4 separate regions of the Mus musculus genome follow, and all the other regions are linked to region 1. The links are chromatin contacts, called in public Hi-C, Micro-C and promoter capture Hi-C maps. All regions are on one chromosome and are shown on one strand. The core of a region is the stretch at or near the end of the contact, and the rest is flanking DNA. Distances in the headings are between cores, read along the strand shown.

The links. Promoter capture Hi-C pulls out the DNA fragments that hold promoters and counts their contacts. A called contact is a pair of places that touch in the nucleus more often than the background predicts.
Region 2: a contact with region 1 is called in a Hi-C map of uterus. The contact joins the promoter of Rnf11 here to the promoter of Osbpl9 in region 1. A contact is called at or near these places in 1 of 15 datasets of contacts at CTCF or cohesin (the NIH/3T3 cell line), 3 of 484 Hi-C or Micro-C datasets (B cells, embryonic stem cells and uterus), 2 of 115 datasets of contacts at active chromatin or transcription factors (embryonic stem cells and microglia) and 2 of 9 other capture datasets (liver and macrophages).
Region 3: a contact with region 1 is called in a promoter capture Hi-C map of embryonic stem cells, with 2.3 times the contacts expected there. The contact joins the enhancer-like site here to the promoter of Osbpl9 in region 1. A contact is called at or near these places in 10 of 39 promoter capture datasets (the 3T3-L1 cell line, the C10 cell line, embryonic stem cells and 4 more), 1 of 484 Hi-C or Micro-C datasets (megakaryocyte progenitors), 7 of 115 datasets of contacts at active chromatin or transcription factors (the SCID.adh cell line, double positive thymocytes, embryonic stem cells and 3 more) and 2 of 9 other capture datasets (adipose tissue and liver).
Region 4: a Micro-C map of embryonic stem cells shows a contact between it and region 1, with 3 times the contacts expected there. The contact joins the promoter of Rab3b here to the promoter of Osbpl9 in region 1. A contact is called at or near these places in 12 of 39 promoter capture datasets (the 3T3-L1 cell line, 3T3-L1-derived adipocytes, the C10 cell line and 7 more), 2 of 484 Hi-C or Micro-C datasets (both in embryonic stem cells), 2 of 115 datasets of contacts at active chromatin or transcription factors (the NIH/3T3 cell line and stem cell-derived neural progenitor cells) and 2 of 9 other capture datasets (adipose tissue and liver).

Annotation. Positions count from the first base shown.
Region 1 is chr4:109,200,924-109,204,776 of GRCm38.p6, forward strand. Osbpl9 (oxysterol binding protein-like 9) reads right to left here and starts at 1,349. Exons shown (of 24, transcript NM_001368727.1): 1 at 1,182-1,349. The coding sequence starts at 1,292. It overlaps Gm46867 (a long non-coding RNA gene), which reads left to right and starts at 1,270. Exons shown (of 3, transcript XR_001784406.1): 1 at 1,270-1,326.
Region 2 is chr4:109,474,937-109,479,077 of GRCm38.p6, forward strand. Rnf11 (ring finger protein 11) reads right to left here and starts at 1,569. Exons shown (of 3, transcript NM_013876.3): 1 at 1,174-1,569. The coding sequence starts at 1,296.
Region 3 is chr4:108,852,938-108,857,016 of GRCm38.p6, forward strand. It overlaps Txndc12 (thioredoxin domain containing 12 (endoplasmic reticulum)), which reads left to right. Exons shown (of 7, transcript NM_025334.3): 3 at 232-284; 4 at 3,211-3,284. Among named protein-coding and RNA genes, the nearest start is that of Kti12, 7.1 kb to the left of the region's middle. Within about 2 kb of position 1,959, at least 7 of the 459 cell types and tissues checked have an H3K27ac peak or open chromatin away from gene starts, as enhancers often do. A contact at or near this core is called in embryonic stem cells, where this site is marked.
Region 4 is chr4:108,876,792-108,880,539 of GRCm38.p6, forward strand. Rab3b (RAB3B, member RAS oncogene family) reads left to right here and starts at 2,279. Exons shown (of 5, transcript NM_023537.5): 1 at 2,279-2,427.

The DNA.
Region 1 (3,853 bases), core at 99-2,598:
TGATCTTGAGCTAATTACTTAAAAGCCTGGAGTCTCAGATTCCAAAACTGTAAAATGGGAGCATTAAATGGGAATAATGAATACCTACCTTGCAAATTTATTAAGAGTAAATGAATTAAGGTGCCCACTAGACTACACTAAAAGCTCGAGAAGAGAGGCAGCGTCTACACAGCTGTCGATTCTTGCTGGAATGAAGACCCGCAGGACAGGAACTCAATGATATTTTTAAATGAATGAATAACTATGTGTCCCTACTTCCCTCATCCACACTAACTCTTCTCCCATAATCGTATTTCTTCGTTTTTCTTCTATCATTTTCTAAAGCCTTCAAGACATTCTATATTTTGTCCTTCTGGGTGCTTTTCTTCTTCTCACGGGCTATTATTAACAATACAGCTCAAAGAAAGTGGCCCCGTTAGTAATTTCTCCAACACCGCCCACCTTCCATTTCTAATGCGAAGGAGGTGGAAGAGGCGGTCAGAACATAGGCTCCACAGCATTTCATCTACCTACCCTGGGCCACTAACTCGCGTCAACAACAGCGAAGTCGGTCCTCTCCAGAACACAACTTTCAGGGCAACTGCACCATCTCTTTCTACATCTCCGCAACCAGAAGACTCGCGCAGAGGGAATCCTCTGCTCTCAAAAGTTACGGAGTCCGTTACACTCGTGCCCCGCTGGAAAGAGGGGTGCATCCCCACAGTAGGACAGCCTTGCTGGACAGACTGATGGGATTTCAGAGCCCACGGTGTGGACGCGGGTCACCTTTGGACCTGGCCAGGTTCCTCTGACCACTGCTCCGAGAAGGCAGCGCTCTTCGAGCCCTGGAGGGAAGCTAAGGGGTGCGGCCAGTGCCCGGGCTGGGGACAGGAGAGACGCACAGTGTGGACAGCTAGGCTGACCTGCCACACCGGGACTACGCCCACCCGTACCTCGTCTCAGCGCAGACCCTACCTAGTCACAGAACCACTCCCTGAGACACCCGGCTCGCCCCCGGCCCATAAATCAGCCGGCCGGCGCTGCTCACTGGCTGGGTCCGCATCTCCCTTCTGGTCATTGGCTACCCGCACGCAAAGCCCTCCTCCACAAGGGAACCTCGCGTACGGCGGTCTCTCAGCGGAGCACCCCCGCCCCGGCTCCGCGTAGCTCGCCGTCCCAGCAGCGCGGCCTCAGCCACTCACCGTGTAGTAGGAGAGCAGCCCTGCATTGTAGTCCAGCACGAACCAACGATACTGCCATCCCTTCATCACGTTAGTCCATTTGCTCAGCGGCCCTTCCACGATGGACGCCATCTTGGGAGCCGCCAATGACAACAAACGGCCTGACGTCAGTCGCCTATATGGCATTCGGCATGCAGGGGGCGGGGTCTCCGAGAGCCTAGGCGGGACCAGGGCGTGAGTGGGCGGGGCCAGGTGCGGCTCCTCTGTGCAGCTGGTGGACCCACGCCCCTGGCAATCCTAGTCAAGCATGCTTTGTTTCTTTCTCTCTTCGCCTATTGTGTATAGGGCGGGCTGTTATGGAGGCAGAAAACTGAGAAAGCGAGCGTGAATATTTAGATTATTTATCCAAAACAGGCGTGAAGGTGGATACCTGTAATCCCAGCACTTGGGAGACCAGAGGATCGGTAGTTCAAAGCCAGACTCAGCTAAGTAAGACTGACAAAAAAAAGAAAAGAAAAAAAGGAGAGAAGGAGAAAAGGGGAGTGGGGGGACAGAGAGACGGAGGGGAGGGGGGTTTAGAGGTGGGTGTAAGGGAGGGAGGGAGAGACAGACAGACAGAGAGAATAAGAGAAAAACATCTTCAAGAGGATCTGGAGGGTAGGGGAGCACACAACTGCCTGTAACTCCAGGCCATCAGAACTGAGGGTACCAGCACTTAGGAGCAAATATTCCCACCCCACTCAGACATACTCACTAAAGTACATATAACTAAAACTAAATTTTTTTTTTGTAAGTTCAAGATAATCCTTGACTACATAATGAGTTTGAGAGTAGTGGGTGCTACATAAAACTTTTTTTTAAATTGTAACATAAGTTTTGTTGGGTTTTTTGTTTTTTTTTTTTTTTTTTTTTTTTTTTGGAGACAGAGTCTCTTTTGCAGCCTTGGCTGTTCTGGTATTTGCTATATATAGGTAGACCAGGCTGTCCTCTAACTCACAGAGATCTGTCTGCTTCTGGGCTTGGGTTAAAGGTGAGAGCCACCACACCTGGCCAAAGAATTCTATATTTAAGAACCTAGTGATTGGGAAAGCTGGAGAGATGGCTCATCATCGGGTAAGCACTGACTGCTCTTGCAGAGGTCCTGAGTTCAATTCCCAGCAACCACAGGGTGGCTCACAACCATTTGTAATGAGATCTGATTCCCTCTTCTGGTGTGTCTGAAGACCAACTGTGTACTCACATACATAAAATAAATAAATAAATCTAGAAAAAGAAGGGGAAGAAGAACCCAGTGATCCTCTTTTGGCCTCCCTGGCCCCAGACATGTATGTAGTACACAGATATGCATGCAGGCAAAAAGAACTCATATACTTCTTGTTTTGTTTTGTTGTTTTACTGTAGAGAAAAATCTAGGGCTTTGTGCATGCCAGGAGAACATTCTACCCCTGCTATATTAGTCAGGGATCTTTAGAGTAAAAATACTTACAGAATGAATATATTTGTGTATATATAGAGAGATCGATAGATATACACACACACACAGAGTGGGATTTATTACAGGATGTGATTAAGCAAAGACAACAATGGCTGCCTATGCATAGAAAATCCAAGAAACTAGTAATTGGATGTCTCAGCTAGCTAGTCTTCTGTGTATGCCAAAATCTGGAAAGAATAGGCCCTAATGCCAGTGAAGTAATGGACTTGCTAGCAAAAGTGAGAGACGTAGGCAGAAAAGGAGAAAGCGTCCTTCTTGATGCCCTATTTATAGGTTTCCAGGAGAAAGTGTGGCTCAGACTAGAGGTGGATCTTCCCACTTCATATCATCCAGTTAAGCAAAAATCTACCACAGGTGTGCCCAGCCATGTTTGGATTTTAGTTAATTCCCGATGTAGTCAAGTTGACAACCAAGAATAGCTATCAGACCTGCCTTTTCTTAAGAAAACATAGATCATTCTTGACACCTCACAAGAGACCACCCCCAATGTCCATTTATGTATTTGTTACACAAACCACACACTTAATAACCATAGTCTGGGAATATAGCCCAGTAGCAGAGTGCTTGCCCAACATATGTGAGTCCCTAAATTCAACTCCCAGAATCAGGGGACTGTACTTAAGCACACATGCTGTTTTGCTCTATGCACTCTTTTAAGGCTTTGAGAACATTTGCAGAAGGTAGAAAGGAAGGCAAGGATAAACAACAAAATCTTTGATGTGTGAGTTACAAATTGTTAAGTGCTATGGGAAAAAAAATAAAGGGAAGAGGGGTTGGGCCTGAATGAGAAGGGAACTTTCTCAAAGCTTTATACATGTATACACAATCAGCTATACCCTCATAGCTCCTACCTCTCCCCTTTCTTGCCTCTCCCCTCTCATTAGTCTCATTTGTCCCTCTACACAGTTTTACTTCTGTGTTCAAGTGCTGGGATCTTCTGTAATGGAAGCAAATACTAAGAAAGTAAACAGGAAAGTTGCCCAATACTGAGATTCCAGAGATGCCTCAGCTGATACAGTGCTTGCTGCATAAGCAAGAGGACATGAGTTCAGAGGCCTCACACCCACACAAAGGCCAGGTGCATGTCTGTAGTCCCAGTGCTGGGAAGATGAGACAGGAAGTTCCTTGGGGATTTCAGGTCAGCTAGTCCGGCAGAATTGGTGAGATATAAAATCAGTAGCAGACTGTGTCTTTAAAA
Region 2 (4,141 bases), core at 319-2,818, 270 kb after region 1:
CTGCACTAAATTATTTTAGGTCTGGTACTGCTTGTAAGTGTAGAAGGTACATGGGGGACGTATCCAGGAATTCGGGGAAGAAGGGTGGGTAATGTCAGTACTTTAGATACTTGAGCTGAGTCCTTAAAGAGGATTAAATGTTCACCTGGGCAACCTTGGGGGAAGGGCTCTTAGCATAAAGATCACCTGGAGCAAAGACAAAACTATCAACAGCCTGGTTTGGTTAAAATAGAGGCTTTTGCCAGGCTATCGTAAAGATGGGACTTGACTAACATGAGGGGGTCAGAAAATCAGCTCATATGATCAATTTTTTGCCACGTGATGAGAAACTGGTTTACACAGGATTGAGAAAACACTACACTAGATAATGATGTCACCACATAAAATCAAAGGAGACTGCACAGTTAGAAAACTAAACTCTCTTCAGGAAAATATTAAAGAACTGTATTAAAGCCCACCTGAGAAGTTTACTCAATGTATCATTTAGAAAGACCCATTCAGGAGTCTTTGATAAAGAGGACTTTAAGTAACAGATGGCATTTCCCAAGTCAGGTTGAAAGGTCTCTCAAGTTCAAGATAATCAAATTTTAATTAAGCCAACTTATTTAAAAGATGTGTCACAGGGGTGGAGCTTAAAATTACCACATATGTATATATAAACAAGTAACTCTTTATGAAGCTGAGGCCAAAATCGCCACTTGGAATTCTACCTCCCAAGTAGATGGTAAAAAAGACATTCTACCAGAGCCAATTAACAAAAGAGTGGGGAGGATCATAAACGAAAACACAAATATAAGGGGGGAGGGGGTGACAAGCTACGCAAAACCCGTAATCCTCTTGGCAGTCTGATGAGGAAATCACACAACTCAGACATAAAGGCAGGAAAACCATGTCATCCTCAACTCCACAAGCTAAACTACTAGGCACCGAAGGGGATAAGATCACACACTCGATTCCTGAACTCAAGGACAGAAGACCGTCCTCAACCCGTGCCCAAGGGGATGCCCAGAAGGACCCTTTTCCATTTGGGAACCGGGCAGCAGACACCCTCAAGGCCAGCCCTGAAGGGGTCAACGCCACCCCCCCCCCACCCACCCCCGGTCTAGGCCGTGGAGGCCAAGGGCAGAGGGCCCGAGCCGCCTCCTCTCGCACGCCGACACACACCCTCCCTACCTGATATGGCGGCGGCGGCTCCTGATCTGGCTCCGTCCCCTCGCCAAAGCTAGCCCGGTCGGACTGAGACTCGTGAAGCAGGGAGATGTCATCCGAAGTCGGGGATTTGAGGCAGTTCCCCATCTTCCGGGGCTGGGGTGTATGCTTGAGATCTGCGGGAGGAAGAAAGCTGTGACCCGGTCTCTCGCACGCTCGGCGGTGAGCTCGCTCGGCGCCGCGGGGTCCAAGGCGGCAGGCCCGGGGCTCAGGCGGCGGCTCCCCCGCGCCCCGGCGCCACCGAGGGGCCGCTCATGCCAGCCCCCGGGACAGGGGGCGCGAGGCTAGGCCGCGGGCTGCGCCGGGGTCGCGTCTGGAACCTGAGGGGGGCGGGGGCGGGAAGACTGAGCGCTTCCCCACCCCGCCCCCCGCGGGGCGGCGGCGGCCACGGGCTGCTGGGCCTAATCCAGGTCAGGAGGGGGGGGCGCGGCCGTCTCGGTTGCCTCAGCTGCTGCCTCAGCTGCTGTTGCCCCTGCCGACGCTGGAGCCGCGGCCCGGGGCCTCATCCTACTCCGCCTCGGCGCGGCGGCGGTGGCCAGAACGAGGCTGGCCAGGCCTACGTCATGCCGCCGTGCGTGCTCCGGCCCCGCCCCGGGCGCGCGCGTCCGACTCCTGGACTGCGTGGCTGGGCTCTGAGTTTAAGGTCCAGGCTGTGTGGCTGTTGGTCTCCCGACCATCTGCCTCCGGCGCCCCCTGTATGTCCCGGCTGCAGCCAGCTTGCGGACTTACCTTACCTTACCTGCGCGGTGTCCTCAGACTGTTCACGCTGTCTGCCGGGTTGATGTCTGTAAGCACGGATCTGAATGGACCAGGCAGATAGCTGAGGTGTTTAGCTTCCTTCTCCTTTATCCTTTAAGAATAAAGTCCAAACTCATGTGATGAACACGCCCTACCCTCCCAACATCACAGCCATGAGATTATCGGATTGCCCATTTCTTCCCAATCCCACCTCCCTAATTCAAGCCTCTCAAACTAACATTTGCCGTTGATTCTCAGTCTCTCTGTGTTCATCATTGTCCCCTACCTCCATACCCTTTGAATGATTGAGGATATATATATATGTATTGGGAAGGCATATATATATATATGCCTTCCCAATACTACCCACAGAATAATCTTAAGAAATCTCTTGCCGAGCAGTAGTGGCGCACACCTTTAATCCCAGCACTTGGGAGGCAGAGGCAGGCAGATTTCTGAGTTCGAGGCTAGCCTGGTCTACAGAGTGAGTTCCAGGACAGCCAGGGATACACATAGAAACCCTGTCTCGAAAAACAAAACAAAACGAAACGGGAAAAAAAAAAAAAACGGAAAGAAGAAATCTCTAATCTCATTCAAAATACTGCCCCTCTTTTATAAATTCTAAATCCCAAAATGGCCAAAGTGCTTCTAGTCCTCTCAAAGACTGTTCTCGCTGGCTGAGATTTCCACAGACAGACAGTATTCCTGACCTCTTACCTCTCGCTGGGCTAATCATTATCCTCACCAGTCCTTCGTGGACTCCATTTCATTTCCCTTGAAAATCTTTTTCTGCTTCTCCAGTCTGGGTTAGTCACCTACTCAGAGTTCCCAGTCAGGGCCTTTCTGTCAGGTTGATCAAGCTGAGTTCTCTGTCCCTTCCCTGTGTAAGGCCTGGCATGTTGCCTAAGGTAGTAGAGTCTTTCCTTGGCTGAATGAACAAATGCTCAAACAGCATATGCAAAGGGAAGAACAAGAAGAGAGTGTTCTCCACAGCCATTTTTTTTTAATCAAGAAGGCAAGAAGTTGACTTTGATCTCCAGTTTTATTCACCATTGACTGATTTATTGTTATTTACAGGCCCTATGTTAGAGCGACTGATTCATAAAACCTGACTTTTTTCTTGAAAGATCCTGGGTTTACCTGCAACAACAAACAAAGTCTTAGAGGGTCCCCTCCCCTGATGTTTGTAGAAAACTCTGTTTATTTCGTTTGGGTGAGGGTCAGAAGGGATTTTTGATAGATACTACTGTGTTTAATGAGTAAATCCCAAACATTTTCCCTTTAAATCCCAATTCCACAAAATCACTATCAAAGTGAGGTCAAACTCTATGTTCAAAGCAGGGGGTCTTAACTAGGCATGCCTTTAATCTCAGCACTCTGGAAGCAAAAAGCAGGCAGATCTCTGAGAGTTCGAGGCCAGTCTGGTCTGTAATACAAGTTCCAGAACAGCCAAGACTAAGCAAAGAAACCCTGTCCTGAAAACCAAAAAAAGAAAGAGAGAGAGAGAGAGAGAGAGAGAGAGAGAGAGAGAGAGAAGAGAGAAAGAGAGAAGGGTGTTGTTGAATGCCTGTAATTCAAGCATTTAGAGCCAAGACAGGAACATGTCTAGTTCAAGGCTAGCCAATGTTACTTAACAAGCAAACAAACAATTCTGCCTCAAAAAAAGTCTATATTCAATCAAACAAAAAAATTTTTTTTTTGAAATAGCATCTCACTATATAGCTCTGGCTGTCCTGGAACTCCCTACGTAGACCAGACTAGCCTCAAACTCAGAGGTCTACCTGTCTGTCTCTAAAATGCTAGGACTAAAGGTATGTGCCACCACACCCTTTCTCCAACCAATGTGTTTCAAAACAGAACCTTGAGCTGGGCACAGAGATACAAATCTATTATTCCAGCACTTGGAAGGTAGAAGTAGGAAGATCAGGAGTTAGAAATCATTTTCCCATACAGAATGAATTCCAGGCCAGTCTGGACTACATGAGAGCCCTTCCTCAATATCTCCTCCCAGAACAAAGACAGTTCCATTAAGAAAGAAGCCCAGGAGAGCCTGGAGTTCCACATTACCACGCCATTTAGCCTCCCAAATGCTGGGATTACAGGAGTGAACTCCTATATCTAGCACTCTGTCTTTATTCTTTTTTTGTTTTGGTTTTTAGAGACAGGGTTTCTCTGTATAGCCCTGACTGTCCTA
Region 3 (4,079 bases), core at 709-3,208, 350 kb before region 1:
AACCATCTGTAATGAGATCTGATGCCCTCTTCTAGTGTGTCTGAACACAGCTACAGTGTACTTAGATATAATAATAAATACGTCTTTAAAAAAATAATCTATGACTTAAGTAGTTGGATTGTTTTACAGTTTCTTTTGAAACCATACAAAAACCACATTTCTGCATTACCAATCATTTTGTTAGAGTACTTTTGAAGGATTTTACTATAATATACTTTCTTTGTTTTCAAGTGGCTTGCCGCTGATGGTGATCATCCATAAATCTTGGTGTGGAGCCTGCAAAGGTAAGTACGAGTGTTTCATCCCAAGGTCAGGCTTCAGATGTACCAGAAATGGCAAAGCACTGCTGAGTGCCTGGAGCACTTCCAAATGTCAGACAGAGCATCTTAGCAGAAGCTGGAATCCTTTACAGAGGGGCATAAATGGCTTAGGGAGGGAGGGAACCAATCAAAACCAGAGGATATTTTTGACTGTGGTGTGTATTCTTTCTGCCTGTTGTGATACCAGTCAGGTTTTATTTTTCACTGATAACTCGACAACTAGCAAAACCCTATTTCAAAAATGCAGCTGGGCATGGCAGCTCATGCCTGTAGTCCCAGCTCTCAGGAGGGTGAAGCAGAAGCATGGGCACAGGTGTGAGGCCACCCTTGACAACAGAGTGAGTGCCTGTCTCAGACATAAGTAAGGGGCTAGAGAGATGGCTCGGTGCTTAAGAGTACACACTAGCTCCTCCTAAGGAACACCTGACCTCTGAGCACTCACATTCATGTACATACCCCCCCACACACACACATGTACACATAATTAAATAAAATGAATAAGAGGAATGTGAATGCCAGACACTGCAGTGCATGCCTGTAATCTCAGCACTTGGTGAGGCAGGGGGATCAGAAGTTCAAGGCTAGCTTGGGTCCCACTGAGAGACTCTGTAGCTGATCTTTGCTACTTTGTGGGTTCTTTTTGCCACCCCTACACACACACACCAATTTTACCTCCTATTTACCTCCTATCATTAGGAAGGGAGGGAGGGGTGGAGGGAGGGAGGGAGGGAGGGAGGGAGAGAGAGAGAGAGAGAGAGAGAGAGAGAGAGAGAGAGAGAGAGATCCATCCATCCATCCCTGGGTCTAGTTTCTTTCCTTTTGTTTCTTCTTTAAGCACAACTACTAACAAACCACAACCAACCTCACCTCTCAGGGCCTTAGCATTTCTATACCTCTGAAATGTTTCCAGAATTTCGGAGTCACAAGATTGCAGAAAGCCATGCTCTGTTAGAACGCCAGGCAAATCATAGTCAGCTGCTGTGAAGCGGCCCATATCTCCACAACTGGGAGTAAGCACATGCTTGGGTTTTGTTTTGTTTTGTTTTCGAGACAGGGTTTCTCTGTGTAGCCCTGGCTGTCCTGGAACTCACTTTGTAGACCAGGCTGGCCTGGAACTCAGAAATCTGCCTGACTCTCCCTCCCAAGTGCTGGGATTAAAGGCATGCTCCACCATGCCCGGCGTGGTTCCTTTTTCAATGGAAATTACTGAAACATAACTATAAAAGGCAAACAGTGGAGGGCAGTGGGATGGCTTATTGGGTAAAGACATTTGCTACAGAAGTCTGGCCTGAGTGTGGTTCCTGAAGCCCATGGGAAGGTAAAAGAGCACAGACTCCACACTTGTCTTCTGATCTCCATGTGTGCTGTGGCACATGCAGTCACACACACTACAGTTGTATTTTATTTTTTATAGTGTTTGGAGGTCGGAGGACAACTTGTGAGAGTCTATTCTTCTGTGGTGAAGGTTACAGGGATTGAACCGGGGTCATTAGGAGAGGCAGTGGACAAGACACCCTTATCTACTCTCTTCAGCCCACGAATAGTTTGTCTTCATTTCTTTCGAGACAGGGTCTCACTAGCCCTGGCTATGTCAGAACTCACTGTGTAGACCAGGCTGGCCTTGACCGAAATCCTCCTGTTGTCTCCTCAACTAAAGGCTTGTACTACCACACCCACCCTCATTGTCCCTATTTCTTAAGTTTGATGCACATTGCAGTCACATAACAAAGTAAGTGCCAGAAGCAGGATGAGAATCTAGGTTCCCAGGCCTGGTTTTATGGTTGTATTTTTTAAATAAAAAGCTCTTGTCCTACTTGCCAGGCAGTGGTGCACACGCCTTTAATCCCAGCACTTGGGAGGCAGAGGCATGTGGATTTCTGAGTTCGAGGACACCCAGGGCTACACAGAGAGACCCTGTCTCTAAAAAAAAAAAAACCACTCTTGTCCTTATTTCATATTGGTTTTTTTTTTGTTTGTTTGTTTTGCTTTTGAGACAAGGTCTTATTATGTAGTCCCAGCTGGCCTCACAGAAATCCACCTGTCTCTGAGTATGGAGCTCTGGAAATAAAGGTGTGCCACACCACACCCTGTGCCTGTTTTTTGTTTTTTGTTTTTTTTTTTTAATTGAGATAGGTCACAGGTTGGTCTTACACTCAAGTAAGTTCAAGTTACCCTTCTGCTTCAGTCTCCCCAGAATCTGGTCTGCAACTGTGTGCCACCAGGCATTAATTGTTTTTGCTGTTTTAATCATATACGTTGAGGACATGTATATTTGTATTCTTGTGGAGGCCATAGATCAGCCTTGGATGTCTTTTTCCAATTAGTTTCCATCATGTTTTTCATTTCATTTTATTTATTCTTGTATGTGTTCTCATGTGTGTGCGGGTTGATGCTAGAGGACGCCTTCGTGGGTTCAGTTTTCTCCTCCTACCTTTTCATGGATTCTGGGTCCAAGTCAGATTGCCAGGCCTGCATGGCAGTTGCTTTCACCTGCTCAGCCATATTGCTGGTTCCTTCTCATTGGAACCTGAAGCTACCAGATTAGGCAAAGCTGGCTAGCAAGGCAGCCAGTCCCAGGGATCCACTTATTGCTGAGATTACATGCGTGTGCCACCATGCTGGGCTTTTTTGGTAAGTGCTAGGGATTGAGACTCAGCCGTCTTCCGGCCCTCAATTTTAGTTATTTAGACTTAACAATGGTTCCATTAGATGGGTTAATATATATGTGTGTGTGTGTGTGTGTGTGTGTGTGTGTGTGTGTGTGTACATATACATATATATATATGCTAATGTCTGACCCTTCAATAAAAGTTAGTGATATTTATGCTGACTAGTGTTTGGGTATGTTTCTGTCATTGCAAAAATCTTTTTTTTCTCTCTCTCTCCTTAGCTTTAAAACCCAAATTTGCAGAATCTACAGAAATTTCAGAACTGTCCCATAATTTTGTTATGGTAAATCTGGAGGTAAGACTTAAAGATGCCCCCCCCGGGGGGGGATGATTTTAAGGTATAGTTTTAGATTTATTATAAAGTGAAATGGGCAGAACGGGCTACTTGTATGTTGTTTTTCTCTTGAAAACAAGAGAATAATACTGAGGTTTACGGGAGAGACGTATTAGCCATCCAGCATTAGAGAGGAATGAGGAAGGGAGAATTTGAGTAAGTGACTAAAATTTGGAGTTTTTTCATCCTTAGCTTTTGATTATGATATGTTTTATATCTTCCTATAGCTGTTCTATAGATAGTCATATGTAGAGGCTACTACTTCCTGCAAATTGTGGTTCAGTTGAGCACCTACTGGATGGTTGGCCATGCGAGGCTTTTATGTGCAGCCTTCCTGATTCCTCGTGGAAGTATCTTTTATGTCCTTTATACAGGATCCAGCTCTTGTGATCCAGAATCTTAGAATATCAAGAGTTAGACTTGGAAGGGGTTTTTTGGGGTCATTGGTATTGTTCCCATTTTATAGAAAGGCCTGAGGTAGGTCAGGGGTGTGATTTTTGTTAACATGCTAAGAACCTAGTAAGTGAGCAAACATGACGCAGCTGTGCTCCCGTCCAGGCCGTGCTCTTCTGCACAGGTGTGGGATCATGTAGCACATGTAGCACATGTAGCACTGCACAGTGATGCTTCTAGACATGAGTCTCATTAAAGAGACTGTTTGCTTAAACACAGATCCAAGAACCTTCTGAACACATTAACAGACAACATTGAGGTATTAAACGTGTTTCCCTATATAACTAGTGTATCCCAGTGCTA
Region 4 (3,748 bases), core at 1,029-3,528, 320 kb before region 1:
CTCTCTCTCTCTCTCTCTCTCTCTCTCTCTCTCTCTCTCTCTCTCTGTCTTTTTAAACAAAGCAGTTTGGTCAGCCAATTTCCCAAACTTCATCAAGGCCCAGGATTTAAATTAAAAAAAAAAAAAAGGCTCTTCTATGCACTGGGATTCATGTTTTTACGAAGGCAGTTGTGGATTAAAAAAAATGGCATTTTTTCTGTTATAATAACCACAGTATTTCATATTTATTGAGTGTCTGCTGTGTGCCTGGCATTCTATCAAGTACTGTCCAGTGTCATTTTCTCATTTGCTCCTCACAACAGTGAGACAGTTTTTGTTATTGATTTTCCTAAAGATAAGAAACGGGTGCATGTGTCAGAAAAATGAGGTAACAGACCTATGATCATTCAGCCAGCAAGTGGTAGAGCAAGGACTAAAAACAAAAACAAAAAATGTAGTCTGGTGGGTCTAAGGCTGTGCTCCTTCTTCTATGTTACATGGCCTTTCAGGGGAGAGAGGAGGAGGAAGCCATCAGACCTGAGGCTACCGAAAGCATCTCCATCTGTTCTTGTATTGTTTCCCAGCTTTGAAAGGGTTGTTTTACATGTTATCTCATTGTTCCTGTGAAGAATGGGCAACTCGTTATTCATGTTACCCAGTTTGAAATGAGGAAAGGAAACTAGGCCTTATGGGAGTAAGTTCTGCATAGGGTGTTTGGTCTTAAGACCAGAAGTTCTAGGTGAGTAGGAGGGTCAGGTGTGGCTGTAGGTGTTAATGACACAGTCAACATGTAAAGCAGAGGCAAAGGGATGAGGGTCAGGAGACCCCCATATGCAACTGAAGTCACCAGAAGGATGGCGGAGCAGCAGCTAGTGAAGGGGCTGGTACCCCAGGAACTCCTCAGAGCACGAGGAACAGTGTGGAGGAGCCATAGGCTGTGATATGGCTCGCGGGCAAAGGAGAGCAAATCTTTGTATGAGGGTGGGCGTGACAATGCTGCCCACCTCCTGGTGTTATGATACATGGAGGTTAAGAAAATGAAGAGCCTTTCTGCAGAGGGCTACCATGGAAGCAGTGTCCCGGGGGAGGATAAGGTTTCGGTAAAGATAAAGAGGTAACCTGAGCATTCTAAAGATGCAGAGGGTGGAACCAGGGTTCTAGAGGGAGCACAGGGGAAGCTGAAAGTCAAATGGGCAGCGCGGACCTGACTAAAGGGGCTGATAAGCAGCTCTAGCGAACATTGTAAGGATTAGGACTCTGATGCTGAGGCAGAGAGGCTGGAAAGAAACATCTTAGACAAGTCATAACGGAACTGAGAAAAATCTGGACTTCTTATCTGACTCGTACTTCTATGACCTGGGGTGGGGATGACTATAGAAAAGAACAAAGAGGAGCTGGAGCGATGGCTCAGTGGGTAAGAGCACTGGCTGGTCTTCCAGAGGACCTGGGTTCAAATCCTAGCACTCACATGACAGCTCACAATTGTCTGTAACTCCAGTTCCAGGGATCCTACACCCTCACACAGACATCCGCGCAGGCAAAATACCAATGCACATGAAATAAAAAATCATTAAAAGGAAGAAAGAAAAGAATAATAACTCCAGACCCAAATGTCAGGCCAGTGACCTCAGGACAATGGAAGGTGAAATCCATATAAGAATTTGAAGGTGACCTACCACTCCTGGAAGATCTGGGGTCTGCTAAGGCTCAGACAAGAACATTTACCACTCCAGTTGGCAAACTCCATGCTACTGCTGGTCATGGAGAAGCAGTGAGTGTTATCTTAACAAGGTCGAAATCATTTCAAAAGGTTCCTCAGGTCACTGGTATAGAGGCTGGAAAGAAGGCAGGAATTAGAATTCTTGCATTAGTCCCATGAGTCCTGAACCAGGATACTTTATGCAGAGAAAAGGAAACCTAGAAGAAGATTGGATTTGTTCAGATGGGATTACCAGTCTCAGACGACAAGGACCATGAAGAGGTGATGAGTGGGGCAGACGGTGATAGCCAGCTTCCTAGCTCATTTTTCACTTGTGGACAGGTTGTGCTCCCTCCTTGAGAGTTTATGAGAATGGAGTAAAGCATTTGGAAAGAGCAAAACTTGACGCCATCATCATCTACATTATCACCAAAGACCTCTGAGCACCCTGTAGGTGCAAACTATAGAATGTGGGCAGATTATAAAAGTCACCCAGATATATAGGGTGTAAGGCTCCCAAGAAATTGTAGGTTCCTTACACCAGCCCAGAACGCAGGGGCGGGGCGGATCTTACATGGGTTCCGCCCAGGGGCGGGGCTTGGACCCAGCGGGAACCCAACCCATCTTCAGCCAGAGCCTCAGCCCTCCGTAGCCGAGGTGGGAACCAGACCCGCCTCGCCTGCCTCTCACCCACTATCGCCAAGTGCAACAGTCCGGCTGCACTGTCCGTGAGCCAGCTCTTATCCGAGGTAAGGGGCGCGGCCTCGACCGGGCTCCGCACTGCCTGGGAGCCGGGGACCGAGTGCAAGGCAGCCTAGGGGACTCAGAGAGGGGCTGCGAGAGGCCGCCAGGGACCCGCACCGCAGCAAAGCAGGAGTGCTGGCTCGCACTCCGCACAGGTCCGCCGGGAAGCAGCGACCATTGGGGCTGGGGGCAGATGAGCAGCTACTACAGGCAGTAAGGGGTGGCTGGGTACATCTTAGGGCAGCAGAGGGATGCTGAAAGGATGGAGGGGAGGCAGGCGAAAGGGGGCGTGAAGGCGGAGAGCTGGGTGGGCTCGAGGGGCTTTGAGACGAGCAGAAGAGCAAGGGCTGAAAGGAAGGGGCGCAGAGCAGGAACGGGTGTCTGGTGGGATTGAGAACTTCCGGGACGTGAGTGTGGTTAGCTGGGAGTGAAAGGGTGTAGAACCGAGCCCCGCTGGTACCCGCGAAGGGGTCTCAAGGGATGGAGACATAGGGTTGGGGCTTGGAGGGGATGAGCTTGGAAGAAGGGAAATGTGGGGAGCCAGCTGAGTCTACTCCGCCCCGCAGAAAGGGGCGGGAACTAGGTAGGGGAGTGGGTCTTGACCCTGCTTGTGGGCGAGGGACACCTAAGTTCTGGTCAGGATGGAGGAAATGGCGCTGGAATGGAGCAGGGTCTTGTAGCTGGAAGCAGAGAAACCTTGAGGGAACTTGGAGAGTGAAATTGCAGGGATGATGGGTGTGAGGTGAGGGTTGAGTACAACCTTGGCACTAGCCGAGTCTTGGCTCCTGACAGCATGAGGACAGCAAACACTGGACAAGACTACAATGCCAACTGGAGCCATGGGCAAGAAGAGAATAGTGAACAGAAAAATTCATCCACATGCAATTCTATCTTGGTGTCAAATGTGGAAGAGACTTTGAGAGGGCAGGATGACAACCTCTAGAAGCCAAAAGAGGTGTGGAGTGAAAGTGGATTTCTCCATCCCACCTTCCCAGAATCCACAGGAAAGCTGTAGACTGTAAACGAAATAAGTGAGTGTGTGTGTGTGTGTGCGTGCGCGCGCACGCGTGTGTGTGTGTGTGTGTGTGTGTGTGTGTGTGTTTGTGTGTGTGTGTGCGCCCTCATGCAAGCAGATAGAGCACATCCCTTCTGCATCCCCAAACAGAAGAAGAGGAGTGTGCTTGCTTCGCAGATATGAGGACCTAGATTCACATCCTCAGTGTGGAAGAGGCTGCCATCATCTCTGTGCCTGTAACTCTAGCTGTAGGGACAGAGACATGGTGAACCCCTGGAGCTTGAAATGTGACGGTCTCAAACAAACAAACA